Linked DNA regions of Mus musculus: region 2 is linked to region 1. A link is a contact called in public Hi-C data. All regions are on one chromosome and are shown on one strand. The core of a region is the stretch at or near the end of the contact, and the rest is flanking DNA. Distances in the headings are between cores, read along the strand shown. Region 1 has its middle 21 kb from the start of Gm19619. Region 2 has its middle 20 kb from the start of Uso1.

Region 1 (5,417 bases), core at 961-3,460:
GTGTGTGTGTGTGTGTGTGTGTGTGTGTATGTGTATGTGTATTCATATTCATCATGTGTCCTGAGGCTCATGTGAAAATCAAGATGCTTGTAGGCATCAGCACTCGCCTTCCACCACTTTGGTCTCAGGGACTGAACTCGGGTTGTCCGGTCAGGCTGGGTGGCACGCAGCCTGACCACTGAGCCATCTCACCAGCCCACATGAGCTTCTCTTAAAGGAAAAGGGCGCAATAGTGATTATGTCAGCCCTCTGTTTGCAGAAGATCTCTTACTTTAAAGCAAACATAAACCAAATGCCAAGTGTGTCCTGTAGTTAGGAAGAGACCAGGCAGTTTGCAGGTCAGAGCATACAGAATCCCTCATTCCACGGGGCCCTGGGAAACCGTGGCCACAGGGATGTGTGTAAGGGGGAGGTGTAGTGGCAGCGTGAAAGGGATTATGTCTTGTATCTCACATCACAAACTAAGCGAATGTGACCCGGTGACACTACAGAACTCCTGCCTCAGATCTGGCTGACCGAAGGGAAAAGCCAGCTTCAAAGAGCAGCAGAGATCTGTTTTCTTGGTCCTTTGCAGAGGATGATAGATGAATGACTATGATCCTTTAATCCATGTCCTGTATAGCAAAGGTCTAACCCAAACCTCTAAATCTAAAGGCGCACTTGCTCCCTTCTTTCTGCCCAGTTTCATTGGACTAGGCTATGCTTGCTTTTTTCCCTGTTCAGCTAAGTGAAGCCCTTACTCCACTTCCAGGCTGTTGTGGAGCCTTTCTCCCAAGCAGTTCTGTCCCTTGCTACATGCGCTAACCTAACACACCTCAGTGTGACTGGCGCGTGCGCGTGCGCGTGCGCGTGCGCGTGCGCGTGCGCGTGTGTGTGTGTGTGTGTGTGTGTGTGTGTGTGTGTGTGCCTGCCTTGCTATCTCTCTAATTCCACTGTGCACCCACAGAGCCCGCCGCAAAACAATAGTGCTCAGTAAGCATTAGTGGACTGAGAGGCTAGGGAAGGAAAAGGGGAAGTGAGAAGGGCAGGGTGGAGAGAAGGAAATAGGGAGGGAAGAATGGGAAAGGGAAACAAGGAAACTAGAAATGTCCCCCTGAAACCACAGTCAGTGCAACTTCCTTCCACCCGGAGGGGGGTGAATGGGACAATGAATGGTGCCTACCAGCTAACTCTATATCAAAAATAAAGAAGATATTAGCAAATCTATTCCCTTACATCCTTGAGGTTTTTCAAAAAAAATTTTATAAACATTTTTTTAAATTTTTTGCAAACAAATCACCTTTTATTGGAGGGAATTAGAAATTGAAATGCATGCAGAACAAAGGTAGCAAGCAGCCTGGGCAATGGCCATGCCCCACTGCCATTGTTGCCATCCCCATGGAGGCCTGGGTGGGGGTGGGGATGGGGGATGGGGGATGGGGATGGGAGTCGGGTAGGAGGCAATGCAGATCTATGCAAGGCAGAGTGGGAAATAAAGTAACAGGCAGGAAGCTATTCTTTCTCTTTGACTTCTAAGGGATAAATGCAGTTTGATAACTCATTAAAAAACACACAGCTCCCAGACTTTCAATTGAGTACTGGAAAACACATTCTGACACTCAAACCGTATTTCACATGGGTCACGTGCTACAACTGACTTTAGCTGTAATGTTGGAAAATCTGCAGCTATATTGAGTAAATTCCTGGGTTCACTTCTAGAAAAGCATTCAGTCATCAGTCCTGAGGACTGTGCCTCCCGTCATCAAATCCTCGCCCACAGCCAGAGTACCTGACATAGCCCAAGAGACGAGCTGATGCTTCCTGAATGAATGTCTGCACATTGCTGCCTTTCCATTAACAGAAGATGAAGCAATATAGATAAGTAGCCCTGCTCTCCTGACGGGTGAGATGCACCCGCTGACTCATGAGCATCCGTGACTCCTTGGTGGACACCAGATGCTGAGCTGTTCTCGGCAACGTTGTTTATTATGCTTTCATATTAGGAAGTTAAAACAGCAAAAGAATATTAATATAATAAGCCTTGGACATGAGAGTTAAGCCCACGCACAATTTAGTGCTTGTTAACAGCCTGTGACGAAGGCAGAAATCATCAAAAAAGGCAAGTCATTAGGTTGAGAGTGTAATTGTCAACAGAAATACTATCTCCTCATCTGCTGGGCATTAGTCAGCGGAGGGACCTCAGCAGTAACATTCATCTTCAGAGGTCATGCTAATGTTCTGGGGGAGGGCAGATCTCCAACTCAACCTCTCCTCCCCTCTGCTCCCCACACAACCTAACATCATTTTTACTAAAGAAATAACAGGCTTTGGGGAATTATACCCTGCCCTGCGGCCTATAAATGCCCAGCTACAACTTCTTGATTCTTTCCTTTCTCTCCTCCCCGGTCCCTGAGGAAGGTGAGTCTCTCTATCCCTGAGCCACATTTGGATGACACCCCCCCTCCCGCCCCCAGTTGTCTTCCTGTTCACACCCAGGCCTTCTGGTTCAAACAGGTTCACCTCCCAGCAATGCCCGGGCACTTGCCATCCTTACAGCTCCCTGGCCCCGCCCTCTTCCATGGTTCTTCCCTTTCTCAGACTTTCCAGAAGAGAAGTTAACTCTCTCCCCGCCCTCTTAGATCACCCCTCAGGTAGTGAGTGGCCCTCTGCCCTTGAACTTACCCATTCACTAAATGCTACAATGACTGACACTGTTGAAAGCTTGCAAGCCTGTTGGCCACTGAACTAGTCACTCCAGATCTCATTCTGGGTGTGACTCCGCTCAGCTACAGACCCTGCTTTCTCTCTGCATAGCCCCATTGGGCAGAGGTCCAACTCAACTCAACGTCGCTCTCTCACTCTGCTCGGAGACAATGACTGTTCTCATGTGTGTGTGTGTGTGTTTGTGTGTGTGTGTGTGTGTGTGTGTGTGTGTGTGTGTGTGTGTGTGTGTTTTAAATCTGTTTATGTCTGGAAAAACCCATGAGGAAATGTGATACTCAATAAAGATAATGATAAAGATATTTTAAAATGAGAGTTTGAAGAGAGGTACCCCATGGGTAGATAAAGTTTTTCCCAAAGTCATAGGTTACTAAAGGAGTTTACCAGTGTCTGGGTCCTTGTGAGTTGTTAGCCAGGGAGGCCATTGAGTTACACAAACAATACAATCAATTGCCATTGCTGTTAGATGATCATCAGAAGAGACACTAAGAACCTAATATTGAAGAGGCAAAATGCCTTGCTTGGTCAAGGGATATAGAAATATCAACCTCTATTTGTCTGGGAGCCTCCTTCTTGCTGGCTAGCTTAGATAGTTCCAGACGGTGCTATACTGGCTGCTGGGGAGAACAAATATCAACAGACTTAACTTTGCTGTGGACCCTGTTTGCAACCATACACATTGGCACAATAATGGGATCCCTGTTATAGTGAAAAGCCATCCACTTTCTTTTTTTTATTATTATGTATTTTCCTCAATTACATTTCCAATGCTATCCCAAAAGTCCCCCATACCCTCCCCGCCATCCACTTTGTAATTGGATTTGATTCCTGTTCCTCTAGAGGGAATGCACACATAGAACTATAAACCTAATTAAATGCTGATGAGGACACAGACACTACAGGGGAAGCTACAGCCTTACCTTTTGCTAGACGGACATGACATGTCTGTTAATCTGCCCTCTAAATAACTGTGCAGGCTCACAGGTGAGTACTGCTGTCAGCTTTTGTCAGAGAAACTTCTCTTTGTCGTGCTCAGTGATGATTGCAAAGATCCGTAAGTGGCCAAAGTACTGGGAATAAATGATTATTGGATGTCTAGACAAAAAAGGAGCAACTGTACAACCCCCAACAAGGCTCAGAGAATATTACAGAATGAGCTGAACGAATGAAAGAGCAGAGGGGTTTATGGAATTCTGACTTCTGCTCAGGACGTGACTTTTGCCCTACTTTTTAGAAGATTTATATTATTTTTAATTATGTGTATCAGGGTATATGGGTGTGAGTATGTGAATGCAGGTTCTTACAAAGGCCAGAAGAGTGCTTTGGACACTGGAGCTGGAGTTATAGGTGGATGCAACTCAGCCAACATGGGTGCAAAGAACCGAAGTTGGATTTTCTGTACGCTAGTGGCTGTTTTTTACTGCTGGAAACTGCTGGATCATCTCTCCAGGCCCATCTCAACTGCAATTGCCTGTGTAAGATCGGCCCAAGATGGAGCCTGTTAGCAGTTTGTCTTGGAAGAGGTAAGGGCTGACAGGGCCTCACCTGCTCCTGAGGATTCATCATGGTCAATGGTTGATACAGAGAAAAGAATATTTTCTTCAGTGGTGTAGTCACAGGAAGTTGTCTAGGTTCCTGAAAATCAAGCATCACCCATGCTCTGATAAACCATCCTAATAAAGCATGCAAAGAAGACAGGAAAGATGGGGGGCACCTGCTTGGGAAGAAGGAGGAGCGACAGACACAGTCAGGAATAAGAGAGAGAAGCTGGGACAGACTTGATCAAAATAAATTACATACATGTATAAATACATCATAATGAAACTCATTTTAACGCATCATTAATAGATACTAATGCAAACATTGACAGGGATTGGAAGATGGTTCAGGGGTGAGAGTGCTTGCTGCACGTGCATGAGGACCTATGTTCCCATCCCCAGTAGCCAGCCACGTCAAAACCCAGGCATGGCTATGTTCTGCTATAATCCCAGCACCTAGGGAGAGGAAGGCAGGAAGAGAGATGAAGCTTTGCAGAGAGAAATAGAGAGAATCCCATACCTTACCCTGTCCTCCACACGTGTGCAGGTGTGGGCTCTTGTGTTCCCACATGCACAAACACTCTAACTCCATACACATAGAAAAGCATTTCTAAAAGTCAATTTAGTCTTTTTTCCAATGTAGTTCAATTATTCACCCTTCTGCCTTCCTTTTAGGCATATTAGCTTAGTCCTGAGTCACCACTGTCTTACAGATATACATCAGCACTTGGGATAGAGGAAAAATGATGAGAAAGCAAGTCCTGGTGGGTACAGAGAAGTTCAGAGCATGGGCTTGCCTTGAACGTTATCTTTAAATTGTTTAAAAAGAACAAGAATTAGATGCATTTCCTAAAGGTTGTATATGACACAGTAGAAAGATAAATCCCTAATCCACAACTTCAAGTCCAGCGACTAATATTATTTAAGTATGTAACATATAAAAGCATTTATTTATTTCTGCAAAGGCTAAAGTATGAGTAATTAATTAATAAGTCTAAGAGAAGTGGTGGAGGATTTCTTACATGTTAGGAACGCCCCAGGAGTACAGGGAATAAACCAATCATGGGTCCTGTTCTCATGGGACAGATGACCCAATGCCTAATAACGGCCAGGAAGAAAGATAAGACAGTATATGAAGAACAAGGGGCTGGAGAGGAATGTGTTGGCGTTTGCTAGACA
Region 2 (4,795 bases), core at 1,429-3,928, 810 kb after region 1:
AAGAGTGCATCAGATCTCATTACAGGTGGTTGTGAGTCATCTTGTGGTTGCTGGGATTTGAACTTAGGACCTTTGGACGAGCAGTTACTGCTCTTAACCTCTGAGCCATCTCTCCAGCCAACTAAGCTATTTCTACATGTCTAAAAGGCCAGTTTGGTTTTTTGTTGTTGTTGTTGTTTTTTAATTTTTTAAATTTTTTTTTGGTTTTTCGAGACAGGTTTTCTCTGTATAGCCCTGGCTGTCCTGGAACTCACTTTGTAGACCAGGCTGGCCTCGAACTCAGAAATTTGCCTGCCTCTGCCTCCCAAGTGCTGGGATTAAAGGCATGTGCCACCACGCCCAGCTTGGACAACTCTTACACTTGAATGTTAGCAGTCCTAATTCACTTGGGCACTGGGACATTATTAATTATTAAAGATTTACTTATTTATTCTATATAAGTACACTATAGCTGTCTTCAGACACACCAGAAGAGGGCACCAGATCTCATTACAGATGGTTGTGAGCTACCATGTGGTTGCTGGGAATTGAACTAATGACCTCTGGAAGAACAGTCAGTGCTCTTAACTGCTGAGCCATCTCTCCAGCCCCTACATGTTCTTTATTATATATTATGGGCTCAAGATGGACTGAGTTTCAACTCCAAATTCTGCCACTTGCTGCTGAGTGATGCTGTAATAGTGACTCTCTGCAGTATGGTTGTGAGGGTTACTTTATGTATTAGCAATGTTTAGGGTCTAGAACATGTCAAAGATGACCTCTACTGAAAGTCCATGTTAGGTCATGAAGAGCAAACAAGACTTACAAGGACCAATATGCATGCCCGGGAAGAGTAAAGGACCTCAACAATTAGAGTGAATGACAGGGCTGGGGAGGATGGCTCAGTAGGTAAGGCGCCTGCCTGGCTGGCAAGTGTGATGATGTGAGTTCAGATCCCCAGGACCCACAGAAACCTTGGCGCCTGCTCCAGCAGCCCCAGGCCTGGGGTAGAAGTGGTGGAAGGAGAGGTGAAGGAAGAGAAAGAGGAGGAGGAGGAGGAGAGATGTCTAAGCTTCCAAATAGCTCAGGGTTCTATTCCTAGCACCTACAACAGTAGCCCCAAAACATGTGTAATTCCAGTTTCAAGAGATCCACTGGCCTCTTTTGGCCTCTGAGGGCACCAAGCACGAATGCAGTACACAGACAGAAGTGCACAGTAAACACCCATACACATAAAAGTAAAATTAAAATTAGGAAATAAGCAGAGCCGGGCAGTGGTGGCGCACACCTTTAATCCCAGCACTTGGAAGGCAGAGCAAGGCGGATCTCTGAGTTCAAGGGCCAGCCTGGTCTACAGAGTGAGTTCCAGGGCAGCCAGGGCTACACAGAGAAACCCTTTCTCAAAAAACAACCAACCAAACAAACAAACAAACAAAGAAATCAGTAGAAAGCAACAGGTTAAAAGATAACCTAAGTCTACCTTTAGCATGTGTAAACACCCACGCTAATACGTACACACAGACCACACACACAAATAAAGACTTAACAAAAGCCCAGTAACTAAGTATAACTTTTTATTGGAGAAAAATGTAATAAAAGACAGACACAATGATACAGACTCTGATCCCAGAAGAAACAACACATTGACACAGGTTAGATCAAAGAAAGCCATTAGGAAACCGACGAATGAGAAGCCTTTCCTAGCTTCTTTATAAAGATTCATTAGTGTTAGGATTCATTATAAACTAAGGTTTAATGAACCAAGTTTTTAAAACGGAAGATTGGGCCTTAGTCCTGCCAAACATCCGTTAAATCCGAATTTGTTCGGAGCACAACTGAGTTGAGTGAAGGAAGATCTGGGATCCTACACTAAATGCTGAATCTTGAAAATAAAAATGTAAACATTCTAATTTAACGAATTAGCTAATTGAATTTTACTGCGACTACTGGCTGCTTTCCAGCAAGTGTATGAGTGAGATACAAATTTACTTCATAGTAAATTCGAATGTATACGCAAGCCAAGCCTCATTTACTGAGGGGTCAGGACTGCCACAGTTTCCCTGAAAGGAAGAAAGCATCCCTTTCTACTTCAAACCAAAACACTAAAGGCCCTGGAACCCTTGGGAAGGCCGTGAAGACTGTTTCCCGTGCCTTGTCCCTTGGCTGAGTCTTGAGGAATCAGCTATCTACCTGTTATAGACAGTTTTTATCAATTTGACCCAAATTTAGCCATACCCTGCAAAAGAGAAACTCAATTTTAAAATTACTGGCCTGTGAGCATGTCTGTGGGACATTTGCTTAATTGCTAATCCCCGTAGAAGAGCCCAGACCACCAGAGACAGTAACATCTTTGGGCAGGTGGGCTTGGGTTATATAAGAAAGGTATGAACTGAGCAAGCCAGAGGGGAAAGACCAGTACACAGGTTTGTATTTCAGTTCCGGCCTCCAGGTTCTCCTGCCTTGGCTTCCCTCAGAAGTCAAGGTGCTGATTACAGCAATGGAAAAGCAAGCTAGAACACTAGCTATCTCCCTCTCTGGACTTGGTTGAGAAATTTTACGACAGCCCTTAGCAACACGGCTGGCAAATGACTTTTACATGACAGGAATAAAAAGCCAGTCTTCACAAAGTCCAGTAACGGTCAACAAGAGACACTCCTCGCAAGCCGAAGATGAACCTGGCGTGTACAGCAGATGACCAACAGTGACGTCATTCACAGCTGCTCTGGTTCAAGTCTAGCAGCCAGAGCCCAGCACTGTGATTGCTGAGTCTTGCCTTCTGGTCCACATTTAGAGGGGAAACAGTGCCTCCCAGAGGCCAACATGAAAGAGCAGCAGTCAACGTAAGACAAATGGCAGGAGAGGGAACAGACATCTGCCAGAATGGAATCACTTAATATTATGGTCCAGGTTATGCCCTCCATGGGGATGGTCTCCCATCCTAGTACTAACTAAGCCGGAGCCTGCCTAGCTTCCAAGATCATATGTGATTGGGCATGCTCGGGTGGACACAAGCACAGACTGTGGGAATCATTTCTACAAAGTTGAAGCGTGTCGTTTCATTTTTATTTAAAATGTGAAGGTTCCTTTTTACTGTTCACTCTTTCTTTTGTCAGTGTCATCTGTCCCATGGGCTTCCAACCTATTAGTCACAATGTACTGCAGTTCTGTCACCTCACCCTGGATTCGAACTTGAGGAAAAAACAAATCAGCTCTGATGACCTCTGGCTTCAGTTTTAAGCTAAAAGTAGCTGAGGTAGTCTGTATGGGAAAGTAAAAGCAAAGCTGTATTGAACATCTCAGCATATGCTGGCCTTGGGCTAAGTGTGATGCACAGCCTGCTACTTCTCTTTTAAGACAGCTTATATGAATGACAGCTCAAAAGAGCTGGTCTGGGCTAAGCTTTAGGCCACTGGAAAACCCAACTTGAGAGACCAAGAGGGCAGGAAGTCAGTCTCAATCTCTCCTTGTTCCCAAGGGTTCTGGCATGGTCACTTAGCTCTGAGACACTATAGAGACAACTGAGGAAATTCTCTGTCTAGGTGGATCCCTGATCCTACTGGTTAGTTCTCCCATTTCACAAAGATGATAGTTTAGCTGGGAAAGTAAGTGAAGTGAAGATGGTCATTGGAAGCAGCCAATAACTAGAGGCTGAAGTGGAAAAGCAAGGGGGTGGGGAACAGGGTGCAGGCCAGATGGAGAAATCCCCCATCAAACCTTGGTCCTTGTGCTCTGTCACCTGTCACAGTTACTTACTGCCCTTCTTCAATCATTTCCTTCTCCATGAAAAGGGCTGAGGGCTACAGACACAGCTCACTGGTATAGTAATTGCCTGGGATGTGGGAAGCACATGTTTGATCCTCAGTTCCCAGAAAACAACATGTCAAAGATGAAGCCAGACATAGTGGCTCATAATTATCATTCCAGCACTTAGGAAGCTGACACATGAGGATTATCACAATCTTAAGGCCTACAAAAGAATTCCCATCCAGGCTGGACCACAGTGACACCTTGTCTCAAAACACAAAGAAATAGACAGAAAAGGAGAAAGCAGGTAAGTTGGGGCAGCTGAGGGAGGCAGTCTACATGAAGAGCTCAGGACAGAAGTCAGGAGTAACTAGAAATGATACCAATTAGTACTGCATTCACATAAAACTGATGAGTCCAAAACATGTTCACTGTACGATAGATACATCAGATTAGGGCTGGACAGAAGGCTCAGCGGTTAAGAGCACGGACTGCTCTTCCAGAGGTTCTGAGTTCAATTCCCAGCAACCACATGGTGGCTCACAATCATCTATAATGAGATCTGGTGCCCTCTTCTGGTGTGCAGGCATAAATGCATACAGAACATTGTATACACTATAAATAAATAAATCTTTTTTTTAAAAAATCTAAAGATAGATTAGACTAAAAATCCTCAGATCTTTACATTCAAAAACTAACAGAGGAAATGATAGCAGGGCTTATGATTGGACCCAGATTGCCAGGAGGATGGGGCTGAGTTCACAGGGAGCTGAGCTCTGAGCCACTGCTGAGCTTGGAGTGGGGCCTACATAGGCAAAGCAACTGTAGGCTTTATAGTAGAGAGGCCAAGAGTCCAGAGAAAGCTGATCACGGAGAGAGAAATAGCATTGGATTAAGCAAAAGACTAGGAAACTACACACAGACAGACATGCAGGCACTTGCACATGCTCCCACTTCCCGTACATACTACAGAACCCAAAGGCTGCCATGAGCACTTCCTGACTACATCCCTGAAGATGTCCCAATATGTCACAGTCGCCCCTTCTTTGACTTGAAGGTCCCTCTCGATGCT

The links. A called contact is a pair of places that touch in the nucleus more often than the background predicts.
Region 2: a Hi-C map of the N1E-115 cell line shows a contact between it and region 1, with 12 times the contacts expected there. The contact joins two enhancer-like sites. A contact is called at or near these places in 1 of 15 datasets of contacts at CTCF or cohesin (pro-B cells), 4 of 484 Hi-C or Micro-C datasets (the G1E-ER4 cell line, the N1E-115 cell line, the STO cell line and 1 more) and 1 of 115 datasets of contacts at active chromatin or transcription factors (the NIH/3T3 cell line).

Annotation. Positions count from the first base shown.
Region 1 is chr5:91,301,286-91,306,702 of GRCm38.p6, forward strand. No RefSeq gene overlaps it. Among named protein-coding and RNA genes, the nearest start is that of Gm19619, 21 kb to the left of the region's middle. Within about 2 kb of position 2,211, at least 26 of the 459 cell types and tissues checked have an H3K27ac peak or open chromatin away from gene starts, as enhancers often do. A contact at or near this core is called in the N1E-115 cell line, where this site is marked.
Region 2 is chr5:92,115,298-92,120,092 of GRCm38.p6, forward strand. It overlaps a transcript of G3bp2 not described here. Among named protein-coding and RNA genes, the nearest start is that of Uso1, 20 kb to the right of the region's middle. Within about 2 kb of position 2,679, at least 76 of the 459 cell types and tissues checked have an H3K27ac peak or open chromatin away from gene starts, as enhancers often do. A contact at or near this core is called in the N1E-115 cell line, where this site is marked.